2 separate regions of the Mus musculus genome follow, and region 1 is linked to region 2. A link is a contact called in public promoter capture Hi-C data. All regions are on one chromosome and are shown on one strand. Each heading gives the region's core, a stretch centred on a gene start, on an enhancer-like site or on the middle of the called end of the contact. The rest is flanking DNA. Distances are from core to core; before and after follow the strand shown. Region 1 overlaps Sh3pxd2a (SH3 and PX domains 2A). Region 2 overlaps Neurl1a (neuralized E3 ubiquitin protein ligase 1A).

Region 1 (6,076 bases), core at 3,520-6,019, 220 kb after region 2:
CCCACTCCATTCCCAGAACCACTCTCTACAGATACCCAGCCTCCAACTTCCCCGGTTTAACCTATAACATGGAACAACAGTGGGGACCTGGTGGTGGATTCTCAGTATAGCTAAGCTGCTCATCAGGTGCATCCAGAAAAGAAGCAATCTGGACCTACTCTGTGCTAGGCTCCGCCCTAAGCACTGGTCAGACAAAATCCAATAAAACATTGTGCAACTCTGGTCCCCAGGGATGAGAGATAATGACACTCCAGGTGGTTAAGGTGCCAGGAGGCGGTCTTCTCCTACTCTAAGAGAATTCCCGAGACCGGGTAATTTATTAAGAAACAAAGTTGCCAGGCTTGGTCCGTGAGAAATAGAAAGAAGAGAATAGGTTCAGGGTTAGCTAGGACTCCATGAGAGCCTGTTTCAAAAAATTAAAAATAAATCAACAAATGAATGAAGTTTACTTTGGTTCAAGATTCTGGGGGCTGGGAAACCCAGGAGCACAAGCACAGCTTCTGGTAGATACCATGGAGAGATGAGGGCGACCTTGCTTTATGCTAACCAGCTGCCTCCTGACTAAGCCGCTCCCACGAAACAGGTGCTAATATCGCTCAAGGGCTTCATTGCCTTCAAAGGGCACCAGGTCTCAAAGCCACCACAGTGGCACAGATTTTAAAAGAAGCTTCTATGGGGACAAACTATACTTAAATCACAAACTTAAAAGGTTTCCCAGAAGTTGTCACACTGGAAGGGAGGAGAGGGCTATCCTGGCAAGGGGACACCCAGGCAAAGAAGGGACGAAAGCTGGGGTGGTGTGAAACAGGCTGAGCTTGGATGGCTGGAGCCCAAGGAGGCAAGGAGAAGGCAAGTCCCAGATCTGCGGGTGAGGGAAAGATGGAGGCAAAGTGGGCGTGGCAGTCCACAGAGCCAGGGCCAGGGCCCAGACAGAGGCAGAGAACGTGGCACAGGTGGGAGAGTTAAAGGAATAAAGATCAGGTATCGGGGAGCCCTGGTGTGGCCACAGAGATAGATGTGGTAGGAAACAGATGGATCTGAGGGAACCTCAAGCTGAGGCAGGCATGTTGGTGAAACTGGGCCTGGTGGTGAGAAACCTTGGGAAGCAACATGTTGGGGGCGGGGTCCCTAGAAACAAAAGGAGATACGGGATCCCGGAAAAGGCTGTGTGAAGTTGAAGAAACTCCACACCAAAGGCTCCTGAGACTTCAGACCATCTGGGATGCTGGAAAGACTCAAAGGAGCCCAAGGTGGAAGAGGATGGAGGACCTCCATCTGGGCAGTGCTTGGGAAAGTCATCCACTCACCCAGGGACAGCCATGGACTAGGACCTGGGGGCATCTGGTGCAGAGGGCATAGCAGCTTTGAAAACAGAAGGAACAAATTGCTAGAAACCAACGGTTTTGTTGTACTTTTAGTTCACTCCTAGGCACAAGCTCTTAGGAAAAATCTCTCCTCTCTCTCCCCCTCTTCCTCCTCTTCCTCTTCCTCCTCTTCCTCCTCCTCTTCTTCTTCTTCCTCCTCCTCCTTCTCTCTCTCTCTCTCTCTCTTTGTTTCTCTCCCTCCCTCTTCCTCCCTCCCTCTCTTCCCTCTGTTTCTTTCTCTCCCACTTCCCCCCCCCATCTCTCTCTCTCTCACTTACACACCCACACACACCCACACACAATTTGTGTTAAAATACAGAGTGACCGGAACAAAATAATGCCAGGTCACATCTTTATAGCCCCCAACCCTCATCTCCCTGCCCCTTCCTAACCTGTACCCATGAGGGACCCGCTTCTCTGTCCCAGCCAACTCTAGGGCGTCATTTGCTCCTAGGTCCCCTTGGGGAAGAGGGCTGCCAAGTTAGCTGGAGGAGAGCCCTGTGTTGGGGCCAGGGCAGTCTGCCAGGCACTACATCTGGTTGGGCCTCCCCTCCTGATCCGAGTTCTTCATCAGACAGAGGCTGGAGGTAAGAGGGCATGTGGCCAGCTCTCTTCCATCAGCGCTTCATGAAGTCACGTCATGCAAGCATTCCCTGGGGGGAGGTGGTCCCCTCCCTCTGACCTCAGCCTGCTTCACTTGGCCAGAGCCCACCCCTCTCACTCACACCCAGACTCTTGCAGTCAAAGGCATGAGCTATACATTCTAGCCCTCCCAGGCTGCACTTGAGGTCCCAGAGAAGTCTCTCCTCCCAGCCCTTGCTGTAGATATGCCAGCCGTGCTGCAATGGGCACTGAAGATGAACCACTCAGCCAAAAACATAAACTGTTCAATGCAGTCTCCCTCCAGCCTTATCACATAGGTTGGGGCTAGGCAGAAAAGACAAGGATGCCTAATGGGGGGTACAAATTACACATGCTAGACCTAGTTTGGTCTCTTATTTGGTATAGGGACTTGGATGAGGTATCCAGTTCCTGAGCCTTCCACGCCTATGAAACAAGAGTAGCAAGAGGTCATGACTTGGATGGTTTTTTTTTTAAACATTTTTTACTATATTGCGTGAGGATGTGATGTGTATATCTGTGCGTGAGTAGACATGCCACATCATGCAGGTGGAGATCAGAGGGCAACTCTGTGAAGCCGGGTCTCTCCTTCCACATTTATGTAGGTTCTGGGGATCAAACTCAGGTCACCGGGTTTGCTCAGTGAGGGCCTTTCTCTGTTGTGCCACTTTGATGGCTCTTGAATGAAGATGAGGTGAGAAAATGCCCACAAGGCATTTACCAGTGTGCCTCGCCCATAAGAAACACAGTGGTAGCTCCTTTGAGTTTTTTCCTGGTAACTGTCTGCTAGGCAGGTAGCTGTAGTAACGGACCGAGGTGTGGCCTCCACCATCCCAGTCGATACAAGTGGGAGATCTGGACAGACCTTCACCCATACACTGACCATACACAGTTGAGAGCAGCCAATCACGGGGTATTTCATGAGACTTCCAGAAGGGACAGAAACCACCTTAATGGCTCCTTGCTCTGACTCTCTCTGTAGGGGGCTGCTCTGAATCACTAAGCTCCCGTATCAACACACAGGCCCAGGGGTGCTTACCCTCTCCAGCAGAAGATGCTGAACTTCCAAAAGGGTTCAAAGCTTGCCCAAGGTCACATGACTAGAACAGCCAGCTGGGATTATAATCCTAGTGAGACTGTCCTTTCCCACCTTGTGGCAAAACTTGACGGAGTCACTGCATCTTAGAGAATTGGTGGTATCTCAAGTGAGAGGGAGGTGGGGAGCCCACGGACAGATGTGCTGAGCTGAGGGAAAGAACAGGTGGTGGGCGGGGCCACCCCTCAGTGGGGACAGTTAGGTCAAGCCAGGCATCTTGGGACCCACACCCCAAGTCCCGCCCTAGAGTGCTCCCTCAGGCTGGGCCCTGTGCTCCCTCAGGCTGGGCACTAGCATCTTGTGACCACTCCCTGCATCTAGAAGGAAGCACATGGCCTTACAGAGCTATTCTGGAAGCTTGATGCCCCATGGCAAGCGTCCTACATGGCACTCACTCCCTGGTGACCTCTTTCTATTGACTCTTCAAGACCAGCTGCCTCCTTTCATGGAAACCTCCAGAAGATAGAGAAGTGGCCAGTCAGAAGAGATACAGACGTGGTGTTTGTTCTGTCAGTGGCTTTGGGGCTTGGTAGGGGAGAAAGCAGAACTGGGGCGTGACTGACAAGTGTGCCCGGGTCCTAATGTCCTCTGCCTTTGAGATTTTCTGTGTCTGGGGAAAGACCTCCTAGAGGAAGGCTATAATAGGTCAGAGCCTCCGCTCCAGGCAACTCATCCCCAGCTCAGAGGCTGGACAAGGGACTGAGAGAAAGAGACCTGGACTCAGGAGCTAAGGTTTATACTCAGCTCCATCCCCACAAGGTCTGTGACTGTGGTCTGTGGTGAGCAAGCATGGAGCAAGTCTGGGCACAGCCTTGTATAGACGACAACTGTCCACGCATCTCGTTCTTGCATCTAGGCCCCAACACTGCTGTACTCCGTAACAAGAGTCGACTCTCTACAGAGGGATCCAGGGACCAGGTGTTTCAAGTGCATGGGCCCATGAGACACAAGAACATTCTCATAGGAGAAAGGTTTTTCCTGCATGGGTCCAGAGTCAGTAAGGAAGTCACAAGTAAGGCCATCCGTTCGTCTCTGGGTATGTGACCATTAGTTCAGTCTTTGGGTCTATCTGATCCTCCCTTCCTCCGGCTCCTGTAGGGACCCCCTGATATGTCCTCTTCCTGGCCCAGGGATGCCTCTGGTGGCCCGTCTCGGAGCTTCCCTATCCAGCCGCTCATCTCGGCAAATGCTGCATGTGAGGGTGGGACTCGGTTGGGGTGGGGGTTGAAAGCAATGCTCACCTGTGCAAATGGGCTCAGGCAGAACAGACACGGTCTCCCCCTCATCTTTCTCCACCTTGAACTCCAGTGACAGCATCTCAGAAATGCAAGTTCTAGGGCTACAGCCCCAGGACCTGAAAGTCACTCACAGGGCTGAGTTCGTTCCTTTCTAATGAACAAGTGACCCAGCCCCTGGCTCCTCCCACTTCTGTGTCTGCAGCCCCTGCTGTACTTGGGCTCCTGACTTCATGCAACTTTTAGGATTATTACCCAAACAAGGTGAGAGAGCAGCTGTTGGGTTGTGGTGGAGGGGACGGGGATTGTTATTTGATGGACAGTGTCAGACTTGCAAGGCACAAGAATAACATGGGTTTTCTACTCTATGATGCTACTGTAAACGGGGCTGTTTCCTGCATTTCTTCCTCCTGCCCATTCCACTCCAACCTTCCTCAAGTTAGTTTTGAAAGCTAAGCCTGGTACCTCTTAGAGTGCTCTCTCTCCTGTCTCCCCGTGTCACTGATAAACGTGAACAGGGCAACATGAGAAGCCCATCTTGGTCATCATCAAACATTCAGAGTCCGAGATACAGCCCCGGGGCACATCCCAGAATATGGCGACAGTAAAGGGAAACCGAGTCACCTCTTCCCTTTCTCTCTCCCACTGGCCTTTGCCAGGTGTCCCCTCCCCCGAACACCTGCCACTGCCATGTACAGTTAGTATAGACAGCAGCTTCTACTCCTGCTCAGAGATCACTTCCTTCCTTCTGCCCAGTTCCTGCTCAGCTCACCACACACTTCCTTCAGAGATGATCTGACTCAGGCTGGTCCACCCAGTCAGCCTGGGGCCTCCCTCTTCTCTGGAGAGCGACCGCTCTGGCTCACCCAGGTTTCTACAGCATCTGAAACGGTGTCTGGCACACAGTAGGTGCTGCATAAATGCTTGCTGGGTGAAAGACAGGAGGGATCAGATGAGCTATTGACCGTGATGTGCTTTCAAAGGTCAGCAAGGAGGCTGGAGCTCGGAAGGGTTGGTGGGCCAGTGGAAGAGCACTCTCAGCTTCGAGCGTACAGAAGCAGTGAACAGAGAAATGGTCCAGGGCTAAATCTAGTTCTTCCCACACCAGGATATCCCACGGCTGATGCGTCATCCTGACAGGGTCATACCCATCACCATGACCACATCTAATCAGTTAGCCAAGGAGCCAGCACAGAGGATGAGTGATGTCACCTCCGCAGAGCCACGAAGGCCTGGTCTTCAATGCCAAGGCATCAGTTGGGGGACTGAGTCCCTGTGTTCGGGAGAGTGATGAAGACTGGTCCCATCCTGATAGTTCCGGCTGTTCCCCAGCCCTCTTCCCTTCCCCCAGCCTGAAGGATTGGCTATTTCCAACCCCTTCTCCACACCCCTCAGGGCCTCCCCTCCCCGACCACTCTGGTAAAACAATCTGTCATGGTCTCACACCAAGAGAATGTGTCTTGGCACTGGAAAGGCCCAGCAAAGGCCCAGCTCCACCACCCCTGAGCTGTATAGCGCAGAGAGAGCTACATCATCTCCTAGTCTTCATCCTACATTTATAAAACAAATCTCACGTGAGCGCTGCGAGAATTCAAGGGAGTTCTGCACCTAAGATGCAGAGCTTACAGCTGGTACCCAGCACGCTCGACACATGGCCACGCCCACCAGCCCCTCTCCAGAGTGCTCTTAAAATCTGTAGTAACCAATTCTACTGGACCTAGTGAATCATTTGTTCCTGGGAAGTGGTCCTCTCTTTACAA
Region 2 (5,739 bases), core at 1,801-4,300:
CTGAACTGGCTGCTAGCCAGCCCTCTGACATGGCATTTGCATTTATAGCAGGTGTGTAAAAGCACACATGCAAAGCGTAGAGCCTTGCCTGGTGAGGCATGTGTAGAGCTGAGTACATGTTGGTGACAGGAGATGGTGCTTCCTGAAGCTGGTTCCCCATCTCTCCCTGGAGGAACATGGTCTGTATTCATACCCGGCATCCCAGGTCACTCCTTTCCCTGGGTGGGGTAGATCCTTAAGCTCCCCCTGCATTCCTGACAGTGGTCAGGCATCTTGCCTTGCAGACATTGTGTCTCTTGCTTCTCATGAGCACTACCGCCCTGTCTTGTCCCTATTATAGGAGTGACCACAGAACCTCAGAGACGGTCGGTGCTTCGCCCTGTCACATGATGGCAGAGCCAACTTGTATGGCCCCTAGGCTGGAGCTCCCAATCTCCACATGGTAGGGGTGGGTCCATCCATCCGCCATTCCTGGACAGTCACAAAGATGGGGGTTCAGTGCCTGTGGCTTCCAGCTGACATGTGCTTTCCTGGGAACAGGGATCCGGGTACCTCCATGTTCGGGTCTTTTCTGCTTGGAATGAATGGTGAACCCTCTGTTTCATCCAGGGCAGCTGGGGAGTGTGAGCAGGTGTGTTTGTGTCTAGGAGGGTCTCAGAGGGTGCTGCTGGCAGTGAGCCTGAGGCTGGTGGGAGCTGGGAAGGGCACCCAACACCAGGTTGTTTGCTCAGATTCTCTTTCAGTCTCCACCCCCGCACTGCACCTGTTGTGTTCCCATCATCCTGGCTGGGCAGCTGGCAGCTGTCACTGCTCAGGGCACCTGTCCCAGAGGACACCCTCTGGTCTCCATGGCTCTGGTTTCTCTGCACTATGCAGCTCTTTTAGTCTGTGCCCCTGCTTCATCTCCGTCATTCTCTTTCAGACTCCAGCTAGTGACCTGTGTTTTTCTTGGGTCCAGATATAGCTGGAGTTTGGGGGCGGTCTTCCGGGCTCCTCATTCTCCAGGCCCAGCCTAATCGGTCAGGGTAGGGAGGATGGTCCTGGCAGGTCGGCATTAAGCCCTAAATACCAGATGACTCATCACCTCAATCAAATTATCCTTTGTTCTTGACGGAAAACAAACCAAAACAAAACCTCAAACACGATAGATAACATAAGGAGCTGCCTTCCATCTCCTCCCCACCGCCTCTCTCTGACTTCTCCACATGCCAGCCATTTCCCCAGTCTCATGAATGAGAACGTATTTACCCTTCCTTCAGCCAGTTTAGGCTGTTACCTGAACACTGGGTTTGCCTATAGGCTACTCTGAGTCTAGTCACAGAAGACATCAGCCCTGAGTCCAAGTTCTCACCCAGCAATGCCTTGGGAAAGCCCACGCTCTGCTGGGCCTTGCTTGCTGCTCCTGTGAGGTGGACTCAGGACTCCTCTGCCTGCCTCAGGACAGGGCTGGGCCCACCGTTCTCTGGAGGCACTTTCCCCTCAGCCTGAGCTGCTGCCTGGGAATTGGTCGTTTTCACTGCAGTGTTTCCAAGGGCTCTGCCTTTGACTTTCAGCTCTGAGAAGGCGGATTTAGACAGAAGGGGAGATGCCAGGCCGTGGGAAGCGTGGATGAGAGAGGATGAGGTGAAGAAAGAGTTGATCTGGGCACCGCACCATGAGAGCCCATGAGGACAGGGAGACTGGGGACAGGGCGAAGCACACAGACAATAAAGCTGGCCGGGCAGGGTCCTATTTATTTATTTATTTTTGATTTTTTTGTTTTTGTTTTGTTTTTTTTTTAGTTAAACTTATTTTCTCTTTTATCAAAAGTATATTTAATTTTTAAAATTTTACAGTTGTGTTTGAATATGTGTGTTCATACACACATGTATATGTGTATGTATAAGTATATATATTGACAGAGTGGGGATTTCTCTGTGTAGTCCTGGTACTCACTCTGTAAACCAAGCTGGTCTGGAACTCAGAGATCTGCTTGCCTCTGCCTCCTGAATGCTGGGATTAAAGGCGTGCGCCACCACTGCCTGGCTATTGTTATTATTTTTTTTATGTATATGAGATTTTGCCTACATGTATGCTGGTGTACCACGTGCATGCCTGGCTCTTACAGAAGCCATGAAGGGGATGTAGAATCCCCTGGAACTGGAGTTACGGGTATTTGTGAGCTGCCTAATGTGGGTGCTGGGAATTGAACGCAGGTCCTCTGGAAGACCAGCCAGTGCTTTGCACTGCTGAGCCATCTCTCCAGCCTCCTAGAGTATTTATAATTATTCTTTTGGCGATTTCATATATGTCTATATCTTGCTATATCTACCCTTAATTTCCACATGGCACTGTCCTGGACACACACACATACACCTGGTCCCCTCGCAACACACCCTCCTTCTGCTTTCTGGTCTGATTTTCTAATCCACTAAGACCAGTTCCTGTGGCCCACACGCAGCAACCTCATCAGTGGCCATATCCCTGACAGAAAACTGGCTGTCTAGGAGGAGGGTCCTGACAGCCACATGGGCTCAAAGAACCCAGGGGACTGGTGTTCCCCAAATGTGGCTAGAGAGGAGTTGCTATTCCTTGGGGCGGGGAGGAAGACTACATCTGCCTTAGTATGACCACTCTGAGCCTCAGTTTCATGTCCTGCAGAGGGAGAGTGAACATGAACTCCTGAAGGGATGCTGTGGAGTTAGCTGAGGTTAGCCCTCTGCCTAGCACAGGGTCTGCACTGAGCCAATAGAAACACCATTAGCTGTCTTCATTGGTTTGCTCACAGAGTTGTGTTATTAGTTACTCTCCTTGCTGTGACAAAATACTAGACAGAAGGCCATTTAATGAAATTTTTTTTTATGTGTGCGAGTATTTTGCCCACATGCATATTGGGGTACTGAGTGCATGTAAGCAAAGACATGGTATTTGCTCACAGTTCAGTGGGAAGCCAGAGCTGCAGAAGAAACTGCTGGCTCATCACATTTGCCTCCTCAGTCAGGAAGTGGAGGGTGGACAGGAAGTGGGACTGGGCTACAAAATGTCCAGGCCAGGTCCCCGTCACTCATTTCCTCCATCAAGGTTTCACTTCCTTATAGGCTCTAGGACCTTCCAATGCAGCTCCCCTCGCTGGGCCAAGTGCTCAGGTGTGTGAGCCTGTGGAAGACACTCTGTACCCCGACTGTAGCTTGTACCCCAACCCCATCCACTGCCTCTGCTCAGTATGCTTGTGGAAACATAGAGCTGTTCACCTATGGCCACAGAAGCCCCTTCCCCAACGCCAGCATGGCTCACACCACGATCTAGAATTGTTTTCCCGAGTCCATGCCCTGTCCGCCTGCCAGTTGGCTTCCGAGGGTTGGTTCATGGTGGAGCACAGTGAAGCTTGCTCAGTGAATGAATGCCTCTTGCCTCATCCCTTTCAGTAAATGGGATCCTTCGATTAAGTGGAGGCTTGTGTGGTACCCAAGTGAATAATAACTAGCGGAGATGTGTTGCCTGTCCCACCCTGAAGAAGGGGTACCACCTCCTCTAAAGAGCCCCGGACACTGCTCTGGGGAAGGGTACAGGACATTGCTATTTCCTTCTGAAAACAGGGCAGCAGATTGTGGGGAACAAGATCCAGATAGGGAGACCTCTTTGTTCTGTGGTACTGTTCTAGAAGGCCTGGAGCTACCTTGGTGGTCCCTAATTCTCAATTTTTCCTACCTACCCCCACCAAACAGGTTTCTCAATCTTTAGCTCAGGTTAGCCTTGAGCTCATGATAGCCCTACTTTCATTTCCTGGTGTTGGAACTGCTACTGTGTGACACCATCCTAGCTTCTATTTCATTTTTTCTTCCCACTACCCAAATGAAAGGCTCCCCAACTCTTTCACCACACCAGCCCCAGTCCTGCCGCATGAACCCCATTCTACTGTGACCCGTTTTCCAAGGACCTCCTCCTCTACAAGGCCTGATGTGAGGCCAGAGGCGGGTGTGAGGACAAGCCAGGTGCCAGCCCCATCCTTCCGGATGCTGCTGCTCTCTGTCCTGGCCCTTGTCTCTTCCCACAAGTGCCCCACACCAGATGGCAGAATGACCTTTTATAAATGTGTGTCTGGTCCTGTTGCCTCCCTGCTGAACCCTGCCAGGGTTCCCCGGTGCTCTCAGGGAAATAGCCTGGTCTTCATTCTGCTCCTCCAGGCCCTTATGACATTCCCTGGCCTATCTAGTCTTGCTTGCCAAGAGAAAATTTCCCTATGGCTCTTCTACTGATCCACTTCTATCCATACCAGCCTTGCTTTGGAGATATGCTGGGCTCCCAACAGCTCGTGGACCTGTGCACATGTGTATCTGTTCTCTGTAGCACCCTGTTTCCTGACCCACCTCCATGGTAGAGACATTGATCTGCAAATCTTGCCCTGTTTTGGGCTCTCAGGGAAACCTGCCTCAAGCTTGCTAGGACCTGAATCCTTGGTTTCCGAGCACCTTTTAAGAAAAGTGGTACTATATTCTGCATTGTGGCTGATTGAGAAATGTCTGCTCCTCCCCGATCCACGAGAGTTAGGACCTGCCTAGTGTGGATCACGTCTCATCTTGACTGTGTAAGTTAGTGTATGACTTGTAATAGATGCTCAGTAACTGTGGGTTTAGGTACATTAGGTTGGAGCTCTGCGCAGGAGGAGCTGGGGCACATAGGTCGTGGATAGCTCATGGCTGTCTCTGTGTTGTGCAGAATAAGACATGAAGAGAGACATAGCTACAGGGTTCAGAGGAATGACAAGTTCCAAGAACGAGGACTTAGCAACTACCGGCTGCCCCAGGGAGGTTTCCGGAGACGATCCATGATCCCTAGTCCTGGGCAGGTGGTAAGAGACTATCCCCAGTGGGAAGAAAGCAGGAGCCAGTGATAAGGGAGGCTGCTATGTGGGATGCTGAGCCGTGAGACTAGGTTGCCTATGGGAAAGGCTAGTGGAGCAAGGCCCAAGATAGGTACATTAAAAGGCAGGTAGGATCTAGGGGGACAGCTCATTGTACCAAATGCTTATTGTCCAAATGTGAGGACCAGAGTGCAGACCTTCCAGAACCCATGTAAAAGCTAGGCAGGCTTGGTGGCTGCCTATAGTCCCAGAATCTGAGAGCCAGAGACAGGGGCTAGAGAAGTGGCTAGGTACACTAGCTGATTGGTGAGCTCTGGATTCAAGTGAGAGATCTTGTCTCAGTAAATAAAGTGGAGAGTGATCGAGGAAGATCCCAGTGTCAACTGCGGGCCTCCACATGCACGGCAGACGTGCGCATCCCCCCCCCCACATGTCTGAACAGATATTCACGCATGCAAACACAAAGTCCCTGTGCGTTCTCTCTGTCCTTCAGCCAGATTCTGGTTGGGGGTGCGCAGGCAGCAGCAGTGGCTTGATTGAGCGTCTCACAATGTGCGTACCTGAGTTCCACTGGATGTGGGACAGCAACCCAACCTTTCCCCCAGCTCTTTTCCCAGCCCGATTCCCCACCCACATCTTTCTCTGGGGTTACAGATCCTGGCCGGTGCAGGACAGGGCTTGGGAGATAGGAACTCTCGCGCTGTCTTGGTCAAGGTGCTTATCCTAGGGAGAGTGTGACAGGTAGTGAGTGTGTTTCCTATCCCTGCCTAGGCTGGAGTCCTGGTTCTGTTGTGACATTCTGGGATTCCCCAGGCAGATTCTTTGCCTCTCAGGACACACACCGTCTTTTCTGTAAAATGGGTTTAAGAATAGCTCTTACCTCTCAGCATGGACACCGT

The links. Capture Hi-C pulls out chosen DNA fragments and counts their contacts.
Region 1: a contact with region 2 is called in a promoter capture Hi-C map of adipose tissue. The contact joins two enhancer-like sites. A contact is called at or near these places in 2 of 115 datasets of contacts at active chromatin or transcription factors (microglia and pancreatic cancer cells) and 1 of 9 other capture datasets (adipose tissue).

The regions. Positions count from the first base shown.
Region 1 is chr19:47,436,677-47,442,752 of GRCm38.p6, forward strand. The region is part of intron 1 of Sh3pxd2a (SH3 and PX domains 2A); the gene reads right to left. Among named protein-coding and RNA genes, the nearest start is that of Gm36885, 12 kb to the left of the region's middle. Within about 2 kb of position 4,770, at least 98 of the 459 cell types and tissues checked have an H3K27ac peak or open chromatin away from gene starts, as enhancers often do. A contact at or near this core is called in adipose tissue and microglia, where this site is marked.
Region 2 is chr19:47,221,936-47,227,674 of GRCm38.p6, forward strand. All of the region lies in intron 1 of Neurl1a (neuralized E3 ubiquitin protein ligase 1A), which reads left to right. Among named protein-coding and RNA genes, the nearest start is that of Gm36693, 22 kb to the left of the region's middle. Within about 2 kb of position 3,051, at least 55 of the 459 cell types and tissues checked have an H3K27ac peak or open chromatin away from gene starts, as enhancers often do. A contact at or near this core is called in adipose tissue and microglia, where this site is marked.